2 separate regions of the Mus musculus genome follow, and region 1 is linked to region 2. Evidence: chromatin contacts called from public HiChIP or PLAC-seq data. All regions are on one chromosome and are shown on one strand. Each heading gives the region's core, a stretch centred on a gene start, on an enhancer-like site or on the middle of the called end of the contact. The rest is flanking DNA. Distances are from core to core; before and after follow the strand shown. Region 1 overlaps Gm33677 (predicted gene, 33677). Region 2 has its middle 62 kb from the start of Gm33337.

Region 1 (7,850 bases), core at 3,155-5,654, 390 kb before region 2:
CCTGTTTGCTGCATGCTGGTACCCAGGATAACTGACTGACTCTAAATGTCACAATAGTTCGGGGTTTTTAAATCCCAGGGCTTCTGTCTAGTTTAACAAACTAGAATCAATTCTACACTCTTTTTCCTGCAGACATTCTGTCCTTAGGGTTGGAAATCATGATCACTCAGACACCAAAATAGTTAAGAATCAAGAATCAATCAACCCCTTCCCCCACTCCTGCCCACCTCAATTTTAGAAAAGAACAGGAGGATAATTTCTGAATATTAATGCCAGGACATGAAAGCCAGACTCAGTCTCCGGAGGCCTGTTTATAGTACTTGAACCCAATCATAGCATTTGAGACTGTATACTCCCACATGCGCCTGGACAATGAAAGAAAAGAAAAATGTACTTTTCCCCCCCAAACAGCAGCTGGAAGGCAAGCTATCTTTAAGTAAGGAGCACACCTCCGTTCTTCCCTGAAGGAGATTGTCACCTAGCTCTCAAGCCTGCCTGTGACGATGCCTCATCAACCTGCAGGTGAGAAGCCTGGAGCGCCTTCCCTGATGCCTGGCAGATGGTGAGGGACCTGTTATTTGTACTCTTAATTTTTACTTGATGGTCTATTTTATGTACATGAAGTTCCATGGAGAGGTGGGGGGGGGAGAGAGAGAGAGAGAGAGAGAGAGAGAGAGAGAGAGAGAGAGAGAGAGAGAGAGAGAGAAAGGGAGAGGAGAGAAGAGAGAAAGATATGAGAGGAGAAAGATATGAGAGAAGAAAGGATAGAGAGCAAGAGAGATAGGAGAGAGAAGAGAGGAGAGACAGGGAGAGAGGGAGAGAAGGAAAGAGAGAGAGCAGAGAGGAGAGACAGGGAGAGAAGGAGAGAAGGAGAAGAGAGAGAGCCAGGAGGGAGGGAGAGAGAGAGAGAGAGAGAGAGAGAGAGAGAGAGAGAGAGAGAGAGAGAGAGAGAAGATACGGATCTAGTTGTAGGCAAACCTTCAGGGCAATTTCTTATTTAGTGATTGGTGGGGAAGGGCCCCGCCCATTGTGGGTGGGGCAACCCCTGGGCTACAGCAGTCTTCTGGGAGCTTTAGGTGTTCTCTTCTGGCCACAGCCTTTCCTAGCTTGGAAGACTCTCAACACAGCATTTGGAGTGGTCTGGGATGTCTAGGAGCAGTGTGGGCACCGATGTGTATTCATAACTCCAGCAGGGCAGTGCTTTTTTCTTTCCAGATAAAAACTCTCTCTGTCTCTCTCTCTGTCTCTCTCTGTCTTTCTTTGTCTCTCTCTGTCTGTCTCTGTCTCTCTGTCTCTCGTTGTTAAAATAGGAACAATTGAGTTGGGTGTGGTCTCACTGTGTCTGAGACCAAGCTTGGAAGCGCTCTACCCCTTGGTAAAATTGCAGTTGATGACCAACTAACCAGAGTTCTGGCTATGTTGCTAAGTCCTTAGGTTTAGAAAGATGCCAAATAAGGCAGTCTTGGCAAGATCGAGTGTGCACTGGCCTTGCCCATGTGTACTGAGGGTGGGGCATAGGTAGAAGACAGGTACAGCTGACTGGTGTAATGGCCCGTAGCGTCCGTCTTGGCACTCACCTACAGCACACACACACAGAACGCTTTTTTTTTTTTTTTTCCATTTAACCCGTGTCACTGTGCACTTAGGAGATGTCTGCCTCAGGTTATTCCATGGAGACAGTGCCAAGAGAGGAGATCCCTGTTGAAGCTTGTAGTTACCATGGGCAGGAGGGTTGTATTTCACATGCCAAATGTGGCTCTGAAAGCTGTCTCATTTTTTTTTTCATTTTTTTGGGATGTGTCCACGTGTATGGCATGCATCCGTGTGTGCATGTTTGCAAGTGTGTGGTGTGCATGCAGGTGTGTGCGGGCGTGTGTGTATACACTCGAAGACCCGGGCCTGACATTGGGCATGGTTCTTGACAGTTTTCCATTGTATCTGTGGAGGCAATGTTGCTCACTTGGACCTGGACAGAGCTCACTACTTTTGTTAATCCAGCCAGCCAGCTTGCTCTGAGGACAGCCTGTCTTCACATCCTGCCAAGCTCTGGAATTTTTACCCATCTGCCATGTACATGGGCACCCTCACTGGGTACCCCGACTCTAGTTCTCGGGCTCCTGTGGCAAGCCCTTTCCCCATCGAGCCATCTTCATAGATCTTGTTTTGTTTTTATTGTTTGTTTGTTTTTAAAGGTAGCATCCAAATGTTATCATTTCATAGGCCTCCCTATGTTATACTTTCAGCTTTCTTATGCATTAAACAACAACAACAACAACTCTTAACCAAACTTAGAATTTTTTCAACCTTCAACAAGGAAAGAGAGTAGTTTTGATTTGTTTCATAACCATTTTTTTGATACCTTTGTTTTCTCAGTCCAGAAAATTAAAATGATTAAATACAAACTGAACACTCAGAGTTAAGTGTTCTATATTTTCTTTTTTAAAGATTTATTTATTTCCTATATGTGAGTACACTGTTGCTGTCTCAGACACACCAGAAGAGGGCATCGGATCCCATTACAGATGATTATGAGCCACCATGTGCTTGCTAGGAATTGAACTCTGGACCTCTAGAAGAGCAGCTAGTGCTCTTCACTGCTGAGCCATCTTTCCAGCCTCCATGGTCTATATTTTCACACCCTGGTTATCAGTGTGGTCACCTCTTCCTTTGTGTAATCTTAATGGTGACTGGAGTAGACATTCAGTTATTTCTAAAAGGTTCATTTTTAGTTTATATGTCCAGATGTTTTTTTCTGTGTGTGCACCACATGCTTACAGTGCCCAAGGAAGCCAGAAGAAGGCATTAGATCCTTGGAACCGGAATTACAGCAATCATAAGTCACCATGCGACACTGGGAATTGAACCTGGGTTCTCTGGGAGAGAAGTCAGTGCTTTAAACCACTGAGCCATCTCTCTAGACAGTTTTTAACCAAGAAAATGGTAAAAATGCCATTTGTACAAGTCTTTCATGTGTTAGAATGGTTGTAACAGTTACTGGGGGTTTTCAGGAGTTCTTTGTGTTTCTTAGATGATATTGGGAAATCAGGGTTCCCCCTTGGGGTTCTTAGTTTCAATGAAAGAATTGAACGAAGCTCAAGGCTAGTGTTATTAGTGTTTTTTAAAAAGCCCCAGGGTGGGCAGCTGTAAATCCCAGCAGCTGCCTGGAGAATGTCGGTGAAAAGGAGGTGGGGGTGGGCAAGGCCTGACATTTGAGTGGGAGGGGGCTTTAGAAAGAGCATGGAAGTCCAAAGTACCATGGTGTGTGTGTGTGTGTGTGTGTGTGTGTGTGTGTGTGTGTGTGTGTTTGCATGTGTGCTCACACACCTATACACAGCATGTACACAGACATAGGCACACTTAAGGCAGTGGCTCTCAATCTATGGGTTGAAATCCCTTGGGGGGGGGAGTGTCTAACAACCCTTTCACAGGGGTCACATGTCAGATATGCTGCATTTCAGATGTGTAGTACAACCACGTTATGCTTATCCCCAACTAGCTCACAAATAAATGAGACTCCGACTATGGTTATTTTACTTGGCGTTGATAATTACTGGGGGTCACCCTTAATCTACTCTTTTGACTGCTGGCCTGGCTACCTTCCCAGGGGTATAACCCCAGATACTTGCTGTTTCTCCTGGCCACATGCTCACGGTCCATCTCTTCTCTTGGAGGCTTCCTCTTCTCCCCTCATCCCTCCTCCTTCTCCTCCTGGTCCCCACCCCCTCCTTCTCCACTGCCAACCAGGTTACTCAAAACCCATCTACCTTGAATCCCTCCAGTAATTGGATTCAACCAATTTTATTTAACCAGTAGTTTTAAATCAAAGAATAAGGTTTGCACAACAAAAGCTTGTCAACTCTAGGGTCCAGACATTTGGGCACAGAATTTAGCATTACAATACATAACAACAGACCAAACTCAACACTGATATTACATTACGATTCATAACAGTAGCAAAATTACAGTTATGAAGTAGCAAGGAAAATCATTTTTATGGTCGGGGTGAGGGGTCCCCACAGCATGAGGAACTGTATTAAAGGGTTGCAGCATTAGGGAGGGTGAGGACCAGTGGCTGAGGAGTTAGCATCTAGAAGAAAGAGACAAAAGAAAGGAAAAGTTGCCCTTTCCTGAGGCAAAGAAGAAGGGCTGGGCTGAAAGTAGAATGGGTATCTGAACCATTCTCCCAGCTTCCCTCTCTCCCATGGTGATCCTAGGAAAATATTCCTCACAGTGATTCTGGGACCCACAGACATTTTGTGTCTGCCTCTCTGAATCATTTTCCCACCAGACACACCTAGAGCTGGAAAGAAGAGCAGCCTGGCGTGGGTCTGTTGGAGTGGTATTGTTAAGACTGTCTGTGTCAGCAAGGGCTGAGGTCAGAGCATATGTCACGTGTCCCTGAGGCTCACTCCGACACAACTGGGACAATGGTGAGACAACAGTGCCTAATCCAGCTGGAGAGTTGCTGAACACCCCGCAGCTGAGGGCCCCACTGCTTTCTAGCAGTAACTAGGGCTCTTTTATCAACCCCCAAGTCATGATTTCCCTCAATATACTAAATGTTTTAAAAAGAAGAAAGCCATTTTTAAAGGGCTGACACTCACAAACAGTCAAAAGCTGAAGTGGTACTCTTCCCCTCACAACACATTTTAAAGTTTTAGAAAAATCTAGAAAGGAAGTAGCCAGACTAAGGCACTTTCTTTATTTCTAAATCTTTTTTGTTTTGTTTTGTTTGTTTGTTTTTTCTGGATCTTAAAAAAAAAATGTATATGTGATCTTCAGGAAGGAAGGGGAAGATATTTATAGGCTGTTCCTGACTTCCTGTTTCTAAAGATAGTCTGCTAGTATCTACAATTTCTGTTCAGAACGTTGGCTCTACTTGCATGACAAAGGACGCAGTGTTCAGAGACCTCCCTTCCTCCCCACATCTTAGGCATTTGCTGCCATACTTATGAGGACCTTTGGAGTCCTGATTTAGGTGACTTATAAACCCCTCCCTCAGGGTGGGGGAGTAGGTTTACCATTGCCGAATCTCTTCTAGAGAGCCTCACTGCCTCAAGCAAAGACTGAACCTAAGGGTCTGTCCGGGTCCATCCATTCCTTGCTGGTGCTTGGAGTGCTTGTGAAAAGACGCCTGTCACATTTAAACTGACTTTAATATTATTTAAAGAAAAATGATTACCTACTGAGTTCAAAGCCATAGTTCAGACAGGAAAGGGGGTGGGCAGGTGGGTGTTTTTAGTGTTTCTTGAATGTATCAAAACTTCTTCAAAATCCTACAATGTGCCAATTCATTTGAGACTTCTTACCATTTGTTTCAAACAGGTAAGACTTTGTTGCCTCGAGTCTTCCAGAAGCAGAAGGCCCCTGGAGTCTTGGTTTATTTGGTAGGTCAGCCAGATGCTAATACTGGGGACCCTGCCCTATGTGTCCTTTGATTTAGCCCACAGATATATCTCTACCAAGATCAAGAATTGCTGACGACTACTGTAACAAAAAGGAGCAGCCATTGCCTGGGCTCACCTCTGAAGAGCTTAGAGGCACCGGCTGCCAGCAATGAGTGCTTGCAAGAGGGAGGGACTGCGCTCCTGGAAGGGGCGCCCGCCCAACCAGATGTGGGACTTGTGTCTGAGACCTGAGATGGGGAGGGGAGATAGGAGGACAGGACTAGATTGCTATGCAGGGAACACCTGCAGGCAGAGAGGACAAGGCCATGGAGGTACACAGAGAGGAGGAAAAATTCAGTGTCTCAGAGCATCTAGGGCAAATGCGTCCATTGTGACAGAATCAGCCCTGGGAAGACAGTCATAGGAAGGAGTGTGAATTCTCCAAATTGCTGAGGACAGACAGTGTTCTCCAGGCGACCCTCCTTTATCCCCTCTGGGTTTCTAGAACCCCATCCCTTGGTTCCCATCTTTTATTCATCGTATACCAGTTTTTGACATCTTTCTCCCCTCTGAGACCTATACCCCTTGGCTCTTCATGCCTCTTATAATTCGTTCACACTTTATAAGGTGGTTTAATTTAATCACAGGGCTTTAAATAGCATCTTCACCCCTGCACACTCAATTTATCCCTCGTCTTGACGTTTCCAAACAAATCGAGATTCCTAAGTCTGACTGATTCCTTGACCACTTTCATTAGCTGTCTGAGAGGCCACTGAGGCTCAGTCCTGGGCTGTGGTTATAGACATCCTACCTGGCATACCAGGACCACGGGTTTGATCCTGGAACACCCAAAGAAAACTAAACAAAACACGGTCATGATACGAATGACCATAGGCAACAGAAGACACTACCTCAAAAGACTTAAGCCATCCTGTAGAGTGTGGGTTCTGAGGTAAGGCTGGGGTAATAGAGACAAAGAGCCTTTTCTTCTACCCTTTGATGTTTAACGGTGGGTATTCGGGGATCAATCTGGCAAAGGCAAGCTTATAGGAGAAGGGGCTTGGTGGTACATGTCACATATGTGCAGGAGCATGCTTTGGTGAGTGATTTCAATAAGCTAGATAGTAAGAGCTGGATCTTGGAAACCTAACTCAGTGGGAGACCAGAAGGCAGGGAGAAGTAGCTGCTGTGTGAAGATCAAACATGTTTTTTTTTTTTTAAAGAAACATGTGGATCTGTAGGAGAGCAAGCGAGAGAAACCTAGTTTGTCTAGGTCCTGTCTTCTCATCTTCTTCATGGTCATGGATATCCACCACGGACCATGTCTATCATAGATTTAGCTCTCCTCTTTGCATCAGAGCCATTCTAAAAGGGGAAGTGTACGACAGCCTCAATTCCCAGAAATCTCTGTTTTTAGAGATAAGGCAAGCTTTCAAGAAACATTTCCCCTGCATCTGCTAGATATCATATGTCCTCGGTGTATCATCTTGCTTGCACCAAAGTCATAAGATTTGGAAAGTGGCGTGTCCTGATTCTGTCACTATGTCATCGCTTCAGTTGAGCATCGGTCAACTGAAAGTCATCTCAGTAGTCACAGTTAAGTCAGGCCTGGCGTAGCAACTGAGGCAACAACAGCTCCCTTTAGCAGCCTCTCTGCACACCTGCCCTTCCTCTGTTGTCTATTTTACTCTATTTATGTCTATTTATGAACTTATCCGTGACATTGGCTTTGCCTGGTGTAATAACAGCAAGCATGCCAAAACCATCAACAGCTAGAGTACAGGTACACAGAGGTTTGCTCTCAGCCCTCTCTGCAAGCCCTGAGGTTATTACAGAAACATGGCTAGGCTAGGTATGAGAAGAGGAGGCCCACATGTAGCAAAAAAGAAGACACTCTAGTGAGGTTGTCATCAACGAGGCAGCCTCCACGTAATTGGCTAGTTTACTCTAGACACATGGACATGTCCAACAAAGATTGGATCTTTAAATTCAGGTCAGAAGGACTTTTGGGCAATCAGAAGAGTCAGAGTAAATGACAGATAATGATTAGCTACCATTTATTAAACCATGCCTAATATTGGGGTGGTTCGTTGTGTAAAACACCCAGCACACACATGGGAAAGCCTTACTATCATTTATTGGAGAGGGTAGGAGGACACCCTGAGAGAGGCACTTAGAGAACTGCAGCTTCTCCAAGCCCAGTTCTGTGCCTGAACAACTTTCATTCCAGGAGTCCTGGAGCTGAGATTCATGTAGGTAGTTCTCATTGGATGTTTCTATGTTCCCCAAAGATGAGACCTGGTTCAAAGGCTGGTGTTCCTAGGCTGGTGCCAATACACCATTCGGTAGTGATGTTATCTTTTCTATGCTCAGAAGACTGTGGTAGGACAATGTGGGAGGGAGGAGAGTGACTGGACAGAGAAATGGGGATGTAAGGAGAAGTGGAAGACTAAAGATGGGGTT
Region 2 (6,855 bases), core at 1,243-3,742:
TCAAGCAAACTTTCCAGTTGTACTGATGAATAATTAGCATACTAATCTCTCCCCAGCCTCCCTTTACCACCTCCCTTTTTTCCTCCCCCATTCCATCCCACTCCTCTACTCCCCCCCCCCTTTTCATTGATTTTAGATAGGATCACAATCTGTAGCGACAGTTGACCTCAAATCCATGCTCCATCTGCCGCAGCTTCCCAAGTACTCGGATCACAGATGAATGGAACCACACCCAGCTTTTCACTCTCTTCTCTCCATCAGACAGTCGCTTGGCCATGTACTTGGATGCCCTTTCCTAGTCAAGCAAACCCTTCAGTAAATCTTTCCTGCATTTGTTTCCTGAGTCTCGCTGTAACCTAATTAAAATCAATCAACAATCGTCATAGCACAGGCTTTGAGTGCTAGGCTCTCAGTTCCGAATATCTTTACTGAGAATCCTAGGTCGTGGCTTTTAAAAATTGGCTTTCCTCAAAGACCTAGGTTAGGGAAAGGAGAGAAACATAGCCATGCTCTTTGCTGCTTTGAAGCTGGGCAAGCTGTTCTCTGCCTTCCCATATGATCAGCAATTCCATATGGATCGAGTTTCCTTGTCTCTCTACCCTCTGAGCCCTCACCAGGCTTGCCTCTAGCACTCTGTTTCCCACATTCCAGGCTTTCCCTAACTTTTGCTTTCAAACTCTTTCACCCTCTGCCTCCTACTTATCTCAGAGCTGGCTTCTACCTTTTCAGGTTTTTTTTATAGCAGCTGCCCAATTTCTTTGGTGCCTTTCTGTTTCTACAACATAATACTTGAGGTAAGATACGTTGTTTAGAAGTTTATCTAACTTGTAGTTTTAGAGGATAAAAGTACAAGATAGGTCTGAGGCAAGAGAAAGACAAGAGAACCCAAGGGGCGGTGAGATGGGAAAGAAGCCCCTTCATTTGGGATTTCATTTGTCTCTGCTGTTGAGAATTTTAACACAACTGATCAAGGTAAAACTGCCTAGGACATTAGGTGTGTTTCCTGTGGATGTCTCAAACTACAGTGTTAAAACAACAAAGCCACTGAGTTACTCAGGTCCAGAATGTTGGTAATCCAAGTTTAGCATATTAGTTTTCCTGTCTCATCTCTAAAGCTAGTAAGTAGGCTTCAGGTGGTTTGAATATGATTGACCCAGGGAGTGGCACTATTAAGAGGTGTGGCCTTGTTGGAGTAGGTGTAGCCTTCTTGGAGGAACTGTGTCACTGTGAGGGGTGAGGGTGAGCTTTGAGAGCCACTTGCTGGCTGCCTGGAAGTCAGTCTTCTCCTGTTTGCCTTCAGAACTAGATGTAGAACTCTCAGCTCCTCAGTGCTATGCCTGCCTGGACACTGCCATGCCTCCTGCTGTACTGATAATGGGCTGAACCTCAGAACCTGTAAGCCAGCCCCATTTAAATGTTGTCCTTTATAAGAACTGCCCTGGTCACTCATGGTGTCTCTTCACAGCAATGAAAACCTTAACTAAGAAAACCACCTTACAATCTGGTTGATAAAAAGAAAAAAATTTTTTAGATAAGAAAATGAGTTGACCAGCTCATGTATTTTTATGAGAAACTTAGAGCAATTTATTTGCAATTGCCCCACGTTCAAAACACATTTGGATGACTAAGGCGAACAGACATACAAAGAGCAGGTTGTCCACATAGTATTATACCACTTGACAGCTGAAAGAGCCAAGCTATCCATACACGTGATAAGATGGATGACTCTTGGATATTATAATGATCACAATCAACCAGGTACCAAAGACTGCGTAGATATGGCTGGATAGACCCAGTAGTCCATATATTTTCATTTAACTTTTAAACTTTGTAAATCAGATCTTCTAATCAATGTGATGCAGAAAGCCCAGGAGTGTGTGTGTGTGTGTGTATGTGTGTGTGTGTGTGTGTGTGTGTGTGTAAAACAGGGTCAAGAATAGAGCCATTGTAAAGACACCTGAGCAGGATTCTCTCCGGTTGCTGGAATCTACACCTTGGGATTGTCTTGTCCTTTCCAACCCTCTGGGTACCTAGTTAATAAACTCTATAGCTTTGCTTCATTCTGGCTCATCCCGAGTGGTGGTCCCTCAGCAGAGAAGGAAACTCCCTAGGCGACCGCTGGCTATGTCGGGTGATGTCTCCCTCTGTCACTGGTGACAGAGTGAGTCCATGGGTTTAGTTTCTAATGAGGGCCTCATAGCAGGTGGCACCATGATAAGAAGTAATGATTTCATGGTAAACAAGAAGCCAGAGAGTGATATATCAAACCCACTGTGTGAGAACTAATTGGAGTCTCACACAAACTATCCTGGTCCCTTCTGGGGTAATCCTTCCTCATGATCTAACCACCTTTTTCTCGAACCAACTTCTTGAGCTTCCACTCCAACCAAGACATAAACTCCTGGTGCTTGAAATGTAGTTGGAGACAATGGAGAAATATCTCCTCAAACATCTCTCTTTAAATAGCCACATACGCCCCAGCTTGCGAGACGCACCAAGGAGTCTGAAAGCAAGAACACCTGTTAATATTTATTTTTAGCTCAGCATACTTCAGAAAGCCCACTTCCAGTTTAATATTTTCTTCCACAGACAAGTTTTTAAATGCTGATTTGAAGCATCATTGAAAGAGATCTAGATGAAAGAGGTCAAAGGAAGTTTTAAGCAATTTTTACAATTCAAGTTTTCATTCTTGATATCTTTTTTTTTCTAATTAATTTTTAGGTGAAGTGTGTGTGTCCTAGAGTCTGTATGTGTTTTCTGCAATTTTCTTTTCTTTTTAGGGAGGCTCTTTTTCTCTATTTGTTTGTCTTGTCCTAGTTGGGTTTGTTTGCTTTTGTACCGCATTATGAGTTCAGATGTCTGCCTGTATTCTAGTGTGGTCTTGGATGTGTGGGGAAGAGGCGATGATCTAAAAGGAATCTGGGGAGGGGAACTGTAATGCTGTTTCTGAATATTCTGTGTGAGAAAAAATATCTACCTTTAATTTTTAAAAAATCATACAAGGTAATAGGTTCCCTCACGTCTTCACGGTCACGTGTCAGCATGCCTTTCTTTAATCGTTCCCTTCCTCCTGCCTCCCCCAATCTTTGTTTCTTCAGGTTTTGTTGTTTTCCAGCCTTCAGTTATTTTTCTTCTTACCAGATCTCATGGACAGGCTTAGAGAGGGCAACATTAATCTGCAGGGAAAATCCAGTGATATCAAATAACTTTTCTTCTTCTTCTTCTTCTTCTTCTTCTTCTTCTTCTTCTTCTTCTTCTTCTTCTTCTTCCCCTTCTTCCCCTTCTTCCTCTTCTTCCCCTTCTTCCCCTTCTTCCCCTTCTTCCCCTTCTTCCCCTTCTTCCCCTTCTTCCCCTTCTTCCCCTTCTTCCCCTTCTTCCCCTTCTTCCCCTTCTTCCCCTTCTTCCCCTTCTTCTTCCCCTTCTTCCCCTTCTTCCCCTTCTTCCCCTTCTCCCCTTCTCCCCTTCTTCCCTTCTCCCCTTCTCCCCTTCTCCTTCTTCTTCTTCTACTACTAAGAGTGTCTGGTAAGAGTCTCCAAAGCTTTTCTGTTGCAAAATAATGGATTGTTTTTAAAGAATCCTACGACTCCATTCCAGTTTGGACAAAGTGCTGTTGTTTATCTAAATACAGTTCTTAGACCATGCTTTCCTTCAGTTAGTTATGTCAACAGCTTGCTGCCTATCTCAGCCCCAAAGTGGGATCACACAGGAGTAATAAATCACTTCTTCCATCCCTGCAGTAGTACTTGACCCTCCTCCTCTCCAGAGCTGATGAAAGCTGCAATCAATGTGTGCGAGCTGTCTATCAGCTTGGTCTGCGGGACTCTGGAAAGCATGTGGCCCTGTGGAGTGGGAGAGCAGGGTGCGGGTCAGTCTACTTTCAACACTGCAGCAAGCCAGCTGATGAAGCAGAAGATGCACAGGTCACTTCCCCAGTCAGAGCACTAGAACCAGCCTAGTGGGACAGTCGTGACTAAGACATACCAAAGTTAGCGTGATCTTTCTCTTCGTGCTCTTGAAATGCACAAGTAGCTGTGCTCAGATTAGCCAGGTGGACATTCCTTCTGTGCACTGTCTAGATGGAAAAGCAATGCAGGAAGCAAAACAGCAGAGGGAGAATACAGATAACAAGCAGCAGGTGAGTCTAGACAGACAGTTGTTACTAAATAGCACACACGATTGTAACTAATGGACAGTTGTTACTACTTAGCACACACTGTTGTAATGGCAGCGTGGAAGAAATGCTACAGGCAGGACATTAGTATATGTTCTATTTGGCTATCTACTGCTGTGATAAAATGCTCTGACCAAAAGCAACCTAATGGAAGAAAGGATTCATTTGGTTTATACGTTCAGGTTACAGTCAATTATTGAAAGAAGGTGAGGCAAGAAATCAAGCAGGAACTGAAATAAAAACAATAAAGACAGCTGTTTATTGGCTCACTCTCTGGCTCATTTTCTTATATAGTTCAGGAACCTCTGCCTAGGAATGGTAGCACCCATAGTGGACTGGGCCTTCCTACATCAATTAATGATCAAGCTAATAATTTACAGACAAGCCCACAGGCCAATGTCATATGGACAGTTCTTCCATGCGACTTTCTCCTCTAGTGATTCTAAATTGTATCAAGTTGTTAGCTGAAGCTAAGTAGGGCAATTGGATTTTCTTTCCAGAATGATACAAATGTTCCATGCAGCTACCTTGAACCTTCTACCATGTTACTGCTGCCACCATCTTCCCGATTTCCATTTTGGTCATGCCCTTTTGGACTCTTCAAATCACAAAGGCCCCAATGAATCAGGCATCGTCTCCAGTTTTACGCAGCTGGACTCCCTTAACCCCAGTGGAGCGAGGCGATGCTTTTCTAAGGCTTAGTAATTTGGTTTAATAAAAAAGGGAAACTTGGCTGAGCCTGGTTATCACAACAGATAAGAGAGTTAATAAGAGTGTTAGAGAGTTAGTTAGGGTACTGCCTCAGCCCCATAAAAATTTCACAAGGTTGAAATTAGGGCAAAGCTCAGCATGCAAGATGAGCCGGAAGAGGACTCTTAGAGCAGTGGTTATTAATATCTGCTGAATAACCTGACCTTTGTTGCTGTAAACAAGAGCAGATAATTACACGTCCATCCTAAGAGCAAATCTGAGATCAAAATTGAGGCATTTGTCAAAGGGGGATGGAAAAGTAATTTGTACTGAAATGAAACGTGGAGCTTCGCTTAGTATCTGACAGCATCAGTCCTTGTCAAGGAAGATTGGTTGATTTAGGTAATGATTGTAATTAGCATTCTGGTCTATCAGGGCACACCCCCCCCCGTTTTCTGGAGGGGGCAGCACGGAGGCAGTGTGATGTAGAAAAATAGCTTTTAGGAAGGACTTGCTCCCCTCCCTTCCCTTGCCTGGGTTGGCTCTCCTCAGAGTCAGCGCCAATGTGAAAGACAGTCCGGGCAAATAAGGTGACACCTACCAGACTGGAACCACTCTCCACCACAGCTCCACAGACAGGTGTGAAATCACACAGCCCTCAGAGGAACCATTAGGATAAGGTTGTTTACAGTTACAGTCTCACTGTGGGCTCTGAACACTCTGCTCCTGAAGGCAAGATTTTTTTTCCAGTGAGACAAATGTCTTAGGATTACCAATGTGCAAAACAATTCATTAAATGTGTATGTATGTGTGTATATGTATATGTATGTATATGTATATGTATGTATATGTATGTATATGTATGTATATGTATATGTACATGTACATGTACATGTATATGATGTATATGTATATGTATATGTATATGTATATGTATATGTATATGTATATGTATATGTATATGTATATGTATATGTATATGTATATGTATTTATACACATACATTTGTATATGTATATATACACACATGCATATATGTGTGTACACATACATAAATATGTGTATATATACATACATATGTGTGTGTGTATATATGCATGTGTGTATATGTATATTTATATGTGTATATGTATATATATATTTCATATTTGTTAGAGTGGCTTATAGGCCATGGTCCAGCTAGTCTAACAATGGCTGTTTACCAACTAAAGGTCCAAGAATCCAGTAATTCTTTAGTTCACAAGGCTGGATACCTCAGCTGGTCTTCAGCATAAGCTAGAATCCTAAAGATGCAGGCTCTAATGCTAGCAAAGGAAAGGACTTGCTAACAAGAGTGGAAGCACTCAGGCAAAGAGTGCTTTTTCCTTTTTCCTCGTGTTCCATGTGTTTTATCTAGGCTGCCAGCAGAAGGTGTGGTCCAGATGGATCAGGGATCTTCCCACCTCAAAAGATCTGGATTAAAGGTATATCTTGAGCGCACCTTCGATTTCAGCACTCTGGAGACAGAGGCAGGTGGATTTGTGTGAGTTTGAGGACAGCCTAGTCTACAAGCAGAGCTCTGGGACAGTCAGGCCTGTTACACAGAAAAATCCTGTCTCTCAAAACAAACAAATAAACAAACAAAAGATGTATCTTAACACCTCAAAAGATCCAGATTTAAAATAGGTCGTTCCACTTTAAATAATTTAATGAAGAAAAAAAAAAGTCCCTCGTATGTGTACCCAGTTGCTTGGGTTTCTGTTAATTCCAAATGTGGTCAAGTTGACAACCATGAATAGTCATCATGTGTGGTTTCCTCTATAGGGGCACAGTAAGGATTAAATTTACTTTAACCCTTAAGATGCCATAGGTGCTAAAAGCAGTGTGCCGGCAAACTGCAGGAGCCTCCTCTCCTCTGCCTCTCAGATCTGTAAGGAGTACATAGAAAAGCAGAGGCATCTCGTGTGCAGAGTCTGCAACACACTATCTGCAAACCTGGTGCGAGCTGCTGAGAT

The links. HiChIP or PLAC-seq counts read pairs in DNA pulled down with a chosen protein or histone mark.
Region 1: a contact with region 2 is called in an H3K27ac HiChIP or PLAC-seq map of regulatory T cells, with 5 times the contacts expected there. The contact joins two enhancer-like sites. A contact is called at or near these places in 4 of 115 datasets of contacts at active chromatin or transcription factors (embryonic basal ganglia, extraembryonic endoderm stem cells, large pre-B cells and 1 more).

Annotation. Positions count from the first base shown.
Region 1 is chr10:119,036,940-119,044,789 of GRCm38.p6, reverse strand. It overlaps Gm33677 (predicted gene, 33677), which reads left to right. Exons shown (of 4, transcript NR_152787.1): 3 at 412-522. Among named protein-coding and RNA genes, the nearest start is that of Gm33677, 9.6 kb to the left of the region's middle. Within about 2 kb of position 4,404, at least 40 of the 459 cell types and tissues checked have an H3K27ac peak or open chromatin away from gene starts, as enhancers often do.
Region 2 is chr10:118,650,043-118,656,897 of GRCm38.p6, reverse strand. No RefSeq gene overlaps it. Among named protein-coding and RNA genes, the nearest start is that of Gm33337, 62 kb to the left of the region's middle. Within about 2 kb of position 2,492, at least 8 of the 459 cell types and tissues checked have an H3K27ac peak or open chromatin away from gene starts, as enhancers often do.